Linked DNA regions of Gossypium arboreum: region 2 is linked to region 1. Evidence: chromatin contacts called from public Hi-C data. All regions are on one chromosome and are shown on one strand. The core of a region is the stretch at or near the end of the contact, and the rest is flanking DNA. Distances in the headings are between cores, read along the strand shown. Region 1 holds the start of LOC108474724. Region 2 holds the start of LOC108475491 (MLP-like protein 423).

The links. Hi-C and Micro-C count contacts between places; a contact is called where the count stands out from the background.
Region 2: a contact with region 1 is called in a Hi-C map of leaf, with 5 times the contacts expected there. The contact joins the promoter of LOC108475491 here to the promoter of LOC108474724 in region 1. A contact is called at or near these places in 2 of 5 Hi-C or Micro-C datasets (both in leaf).

Annotation. Positions count from the first base shown.
Region 1 is chr3:13,519,508-13,522,719 of ASM2569848v2, reverse strand. It overlaps LOC108474724, which reads right to left and starts at 1,695. Exons shown (of 2, transcript XM_017776729.2): 1 at 790-1,695. The coding sequence starts at 1,451. All of the region lies in intron 2 of LOC128290269 (a long non-coding RNA gene), which reads right to left.
Region 2 is chr3:13,749,093-13,752,304 of ASM2569848v2, reverse strand. LOC108475491 (MLP-like protein 423) reads right to left here and starts at 1,614. Exons shown (of 2, transcript XM_017777462.2): 1 at 1,334-1,614; 2 at 698-1,201. The coding sequence starts at 1,520. The coding sequence ends at 927. It overlaps LOC108475603 (WAT1-related protein At1g70260-like), which reads left to right. Exons shown (of 7, transcript XM_017777583.2): 7 at 37-1,197. The coding sequence ends at 196.

The DNA of each region.
Region 1 (3,212 bases), core at 446-2,945:
AACAAGCTGTGCAGAGAAAATATCTTTATAATTACAATTCATAAGAGCCATTAAAGCACAAAGGATTGGAGCAACAATTCAGTATAGCAAATATCATGCACAGAATTAGTCAGCCTCTTGATTCCATTCTCAAACTAGAAAATTTTGAATTTGCAGATTAATAAGGATTCATGGAACTAAGAAAAATCAAGCATTGAGACTTTTAGAACTATAACAATAAAATCATTAAAAAAAGGGTTAAATTTAAAGAATCTAGTAGCTTGTCTATGAAATTTAAATTCCATCTATGTAAAATTCCATCACAAATTAAATGGAAGAGATCTGAATTACCATTACAACATTATTCAATCAATATCATTCCCAGATTTAGCAAATCGTAAAATTTTTATTCTATGCCTCAAATTCTTTTCCATTTTTAGAGCCAAAGAACAGGCCATTGTACAAAGATGTGAAAAAACTGACAAAGGAAAAACTCAACCTGCAATGAGAGCTTATTGACTACAAGAGTAACTTTTTACATAATGGCTTGAACATTACAAATACCACGTTGTCTTTCAATTGGTGGTTAACCTACCAATAATCTTTGACCCTACTATTGTGCAGCCACCATTATCCAAATGAACAACTTAACTTGGACTAAATTGAACACAATAACTAAGACATTTAGGCATAATATGGTTTTAACATTACAAAACATCATGTCATAATTCCGTTCCACTAATATCCACCAAATAAAGAATACAGAAAACTAAAACAAAAGTAGAAGGAAAAACAAATAAAACCCTTTACCTTCTAAGCTCCTTTGTGACGGTCATGTTACAAATATATGGAGAATTCCTGGGAGGTGTAGGTGTAGGAGGAGAAGCGTTAGCACCCCTTTTGTCAAAGCAAACCTCCACTGTTCCAGCCAGCTCCTCAGCTCTCTTCCCACCTTCCTCTCTATAGAACCCAACAAGAGTGACAGCGTGTGGCATCGAAGCTCTCCTCTCAATCAAATACTGTTTCACGAAGAACCTCAACAAAGCCTCGTATTGCAAGGACATGAACATTGATTCAGCGAATGACAAAGCCAACAACCCGACAGTCATATCCATCTCCTCAATCCTCATGACCCGAACCCACAACGACCCAGATTCCAACTCTTGAAGATAAACGAAAGACTCCAAAGCTTTGAACTTTTCAAGCTCTTCATTGGTTAAAACACGGATTCCCCAAAATGATTCATCGAGAAAGGAGTAGTATTGAGCTGGAGTGACGGAGTTGGTGGAGGAAGAAGAAGGGAGACAACACTTGAAATTGTAACGATGGAGTTTGCAGACACAAAGGAGAGGGTTTCTAGATGAAAGAAAGGGTACCCTTTTTATGGGATTAAATTCGGTTTGTAAGCGTGGCTGTTGTTGAGGATCTAAGTAAGGAGACAGATTAAGTGGTGGTGCTGCTGCTATTGCCATAGAAATTGTTTTAACTTATTTGAGATCAAAATCAGTTGATGATGAGATAAATTTGGGAAACATCATCGAATAATTTATCAAGGTAAAATCTGCTAACAGAATGTCTTCCTCTTTTCGTTGGTGGGAATTGTCTTTATTTACGATTTTGTGAACTGACGAAGTGACGGAAGAACACAAATAGAGAGCCAGTTTGATCGGTTGAGGGCAAACCAAATCTAACCATGTTTGTCTCAAGGCACGTGTTGTATTATTCCTCCAATGTGTACTATATATACCTTATCATGGCCGGGCTGGTTCGGGTAAGATCGAAGTTAAAATGTCTGGTTGTTTTTTAAATTCGGCTTAAAAGATAAGTTTAAAATTTTATTCAATTTCAATTCTGATAAGGAATATTAATTTCGAGCTTGACTTGGCATGTATTAAATTTTTTATATAAAATAAATTTTAAAAATATAATATATCATATATATCAAAATATTAAAATAAATATTTTCTAAAAATTGAAAATATATTAAAATGTAATAGCAAAATAACAGCAAAACAATAGGAGAAAAAAAATTAGTCAGGTTCTTACCCAGCTCAAAAAAAATCTTACCCAAAGCTCGGCCCGTTTAGAAAACAGATTTTATTTTTTGTCCAAACTCATTTTTCATACTTACATTTTGCCCAAACCCTCTCACTTTTTGAACGAGCCTTCAGGCCTAGATGGGTGGCCCGACCCATGATCAGGTTTAATGGTAAACAGTATCTTCATTTCTTAAATTTTTTAAGATTATTTGATTCTATTTTATTTTTTACATAATCAACCCTCTCTATAACAATTATTCTCTATTACAACATTTCGTTATAATAATCAAGTTTTTAGTAGAATCAATTTAAATACTTTATTTCACCCTTCTTTAACAAATTTTCATTTATTACAACAACATCCATAGTTGTAGAGTACATTTTATTAAGTTAGTTCTCTATAATAGCTTATTATCTAAAATTTTAAATAAAATTATAGATATTTCATATAAGCAAATCTATTAATTATAATTTATTAATAAAATGATTTTAATTAAAATATTATTTCAATAAAATGTTTAAATTTCACATCAAAAGATTTAGGAAAAACTATATAAATGGTCACCCAAACTATGCCCGCGTTCCTGTTTTGATCACCAACTTTAAAATTTTTCAATTTCGACACTAACGTTTGAATCCGTTCATGTTTTGGTCACTCATCGTTAAATTGATAACAGAAAGCCTTTTTTCTAACCAGTAGAATAACACATTTAATCATCAATACTTACATATCCTATCGATTTGATCCTAATTCTAAATAATTTAATAAATTTAACCCTTCTTAATTAAAAATGCTATTAATCATATTTTATAAGTGGAGTTAAAGATACCGATTCAATAAATTATTAAGTTTCCTAATTAAATATTCTACTATGAATTTGGAATATTATAAACTTACAAATTGATTAATTGAATTTAATAACTCATGTTAATTAATTGAATTTATTAAATTTATGAATTAATAATGTGAAAGAATATAAAATAAAAGGCGCATAAAAGCAATAATGCATACACCTGTTATGCATATTTTAATGTTGTTGATTTGATTCTCGCTTTCTTTCTTTTTGAACACAATTCACACTTTATTTATTTGATGAAAATTCACAATATGACCTCTTCGGTAGGTCTAGAACAACTACCTCTCTATAATGGAAAAAATTTTAATAGACAAATGGGATTCTAGAGACTTCACTA
Region 2 (3,212 bases), core at 365-2,864, 230 kb before region 1:
ATCTTTATATGTTGTTGACACAAAAAGGTTGTACAGTGTGATAGGTACAATAATAATAGGAACGGGATATTATGCTGTGATGTTTGGACAAATCAGGGAAGAGGAACTTCGTAAAGAGCGTGAAGTTGGAACAGTGGGTGATATTTCAGACCTCAAGGCCCCTCTGTTGCAGGAAAACGAAGATGCCCAAGTCTAGAGCCAGGCCAAGCAACCTCTACAACTATTATTGAATTAAAAAATCAAGTGGAAAGTGTCCCTTTTTTTCTGTCAAAAAAAAGAAGGATTCAACAGCAAGAGGCCTGGCCTGTCAAACCAGAAGGTGCTGTGATTTTGTAGAAGCCCCTTCTATTACATGTACATACATTTGATAGGATGGCCTTTCACTGTAAAATGTAAATCTTCTTGCTGTGTTTTCCCCCCTACTTGTTGGAGGTTCGAGGACAGATTCTTAAGTTTTAAATGACTCTGTCATATGTGGTTTCTGTGTGAATAAAAAACAGTGAAAAAAATGACAAAAATCGTATATGTTGTATTTATGTATTGGAGTGTTTAAAACAGCTATGGTGTTTGTTTGAAGGTTTCTTTAATTTGTTTACTTGCTCATGTAATTATCTCTTGTTTGCTGCATTTTTTTTCCTTTTACCTTTTTGAATCCAGAGCGCAACATAAGTTCACAGACAAGACAATATAGAGGAAATTAAGAAAACCCATGGCAATACATAAATTAATATTGAAAATACAAAGCAACAGGATTACTTTGCAGCAAGAAGTCACCACTCAACAAGATGAACTAATTAAGGATGGATCCTAGACAAATATTCTGAAGTGGGATCCTTGCATGTTATTTTATTACTAATAAAACATGAGAGAATCCATTAAACAGGGCTAGGATCATGCATAGCATGGCATGGCATGGCCTGGCCTCTCTAAGCCTTACCGTGAAGATAGTCATCGATCTCCTTAAAGTTCTTCACTGCAAATTCCTTAATGACGCTTGGATCAGGGATCTCTTCACTTGCCTTCTCAAACTCACAGGACCATTTAACCAAGCTCGACTCTCCCTTGGGAACCACAATGATCTTGCCAATGAAAGTCTTGTAGTATTTCAGGAGATCCCCATCAATGATGCTGTAAACATATTTCTTCTCAGCTTCATCCACTGATTCGATTCTCTCTTTTGATACCTTAACGATTGGAGATCCTACCATGAATCAAACAAAAATGCAAAAAAAAAAAAAAAAAAGAATTTGAAGTCCAACCCTTAGGTACATTTGCATCAATGAATGCCTCGTACTGCATTTAAATTGGCAATTTAAGTTACAGTTTTAGTTACCTTCGGCATAGTTAATAAGACGAACAGATCCAGGGGCCTTGCCATCGCCTTCTAGCACTTGAATGCTCTTGTAATCATGGGACAAGGCTTGAGGGAAAATCGTGGTGGAGTCCCTAATGGTTCCCCACACTTTTTCTGCAGGAGACTTGAGCTCGAAATCCACATGAAGCTGCCCACTGGAAGCCATTGCTGTATTTGCTATTGTCTATATGCTAAAAGGGAGAAAAAGGCAGAAAGATTGTTGACATACACCTCGTAGCATAGATGTGTATATATAGTAGCAGAAGAGATAAGTGGTTTCTAAATGTCGCATTAAATATCTTTGGTACAGCTTCAACTGCCCATCCGGAGGCACAAGCACGCACCTAGCGAGGGAGTTGGTCGGGGCCTATTATTTGTGGCGTTCACTGATGCAATTTCAAAGCTAGTAGGTGAAGCAATAACTAATGGATCGTAGTGTAAAATATGTCATTTCAACGGGTTAACCCAAAAAAGCAATAAAATGTATTTGAAAATATAATTTTCTATTTTAAAACAAAACATGCTAATAAGAATGCAAACATATAATATATTTTATAATTAAAATATTTTATTAATAAAACTGGCTAATGATGAATGCAAGTCTTTTGGATAGACTTTTCTAATAAGCCAATTTTATTAATAAAATTATTTTAGAATATATTTTAATAACATGTTTAAATAGATGAAACAAACCAAACGAACTTTAATACAAAACACGGCTAAACATTTGATAAATTTAAATTAATTATTCAATGTTGTCGGTGGACCATCCTACTAGATTTGATTCAAAGATGAACAAATTAATTACTTGAGGCAATGTATACATTTATTAATCTAACAAGAAAGTAATATATAAGTTATTATTAAAAACAAGGTATAAAAATATATATTATTATTAATGAAACTTTATTATTATTTATTTTAGAATTTTAAGTTTTAAATTTAATTCTCGAAATTATGTATGGATTAATTAATTAATTGAGTTGAATTACTTTTACATAAGCTATCTGTGAAAAATAAAATAGAATAAAATAAATAAAAATAAAGAACACATAAATTTTACGTGGAAACCCTTTCGGGAAAAAAACCACGGGCAGAGGAGAAGAAAATTCACTATGTCGAAAAATTTTTACTCAAATACAAGAGGAATAGACTATGTCTATTTATAGGCTTGCAAAGCCATATTCTAGTAGGATTGAAACACCTTATCCTAATCAATATAAAATAGATGGAGTTTAATAAGGTTTAAAACCTTATTCTAAAATAAAATAAAAGAAGTCTAGTTCTATATGGATTTTACTTTTATTTTATTTTCCATCGTTTTTATTTAAATAAGAATTTGGGTCACTTAATTCTAACAATCTCCACCTTGACACAAATTCTCAATGAACAAGTTCTTCATCGCGAACTTTCAATAAACAAGTTCTTCACCTCTTCCAAAAACCCCTTAAGGGTTTAACTTCAACAATGAACACCAACCAAGTCTAAGCAATGCTCAAACTTGGTTATAGGAAGTGACTTAGTCATCATATCTGCAGGATTTTCATGAGTGCTAATTTTGCTCACAACAATATCACCACGAGCAATAATATCACGAACAAAATGATACCGAATATCAATGTGTTTTGTTCTCTCATGAAACATTTGATCTTTTGTAAGAAAGATGGCACTGACCGTCACAAAATATCGTGCTGATTTGAAGGTCTTCATTGAGTTCACTAAATAGTCCCTTCAACCAAATAGCTTCTTTACAAGCCTCAAGAATCGCCATGTACTCACTTGGTAGACAAAGCGATGTAGTTTGCAAAGTGGCTTTCCAACTAATTGCACAACCTCCGATTGTAAAGACGTAACTCGT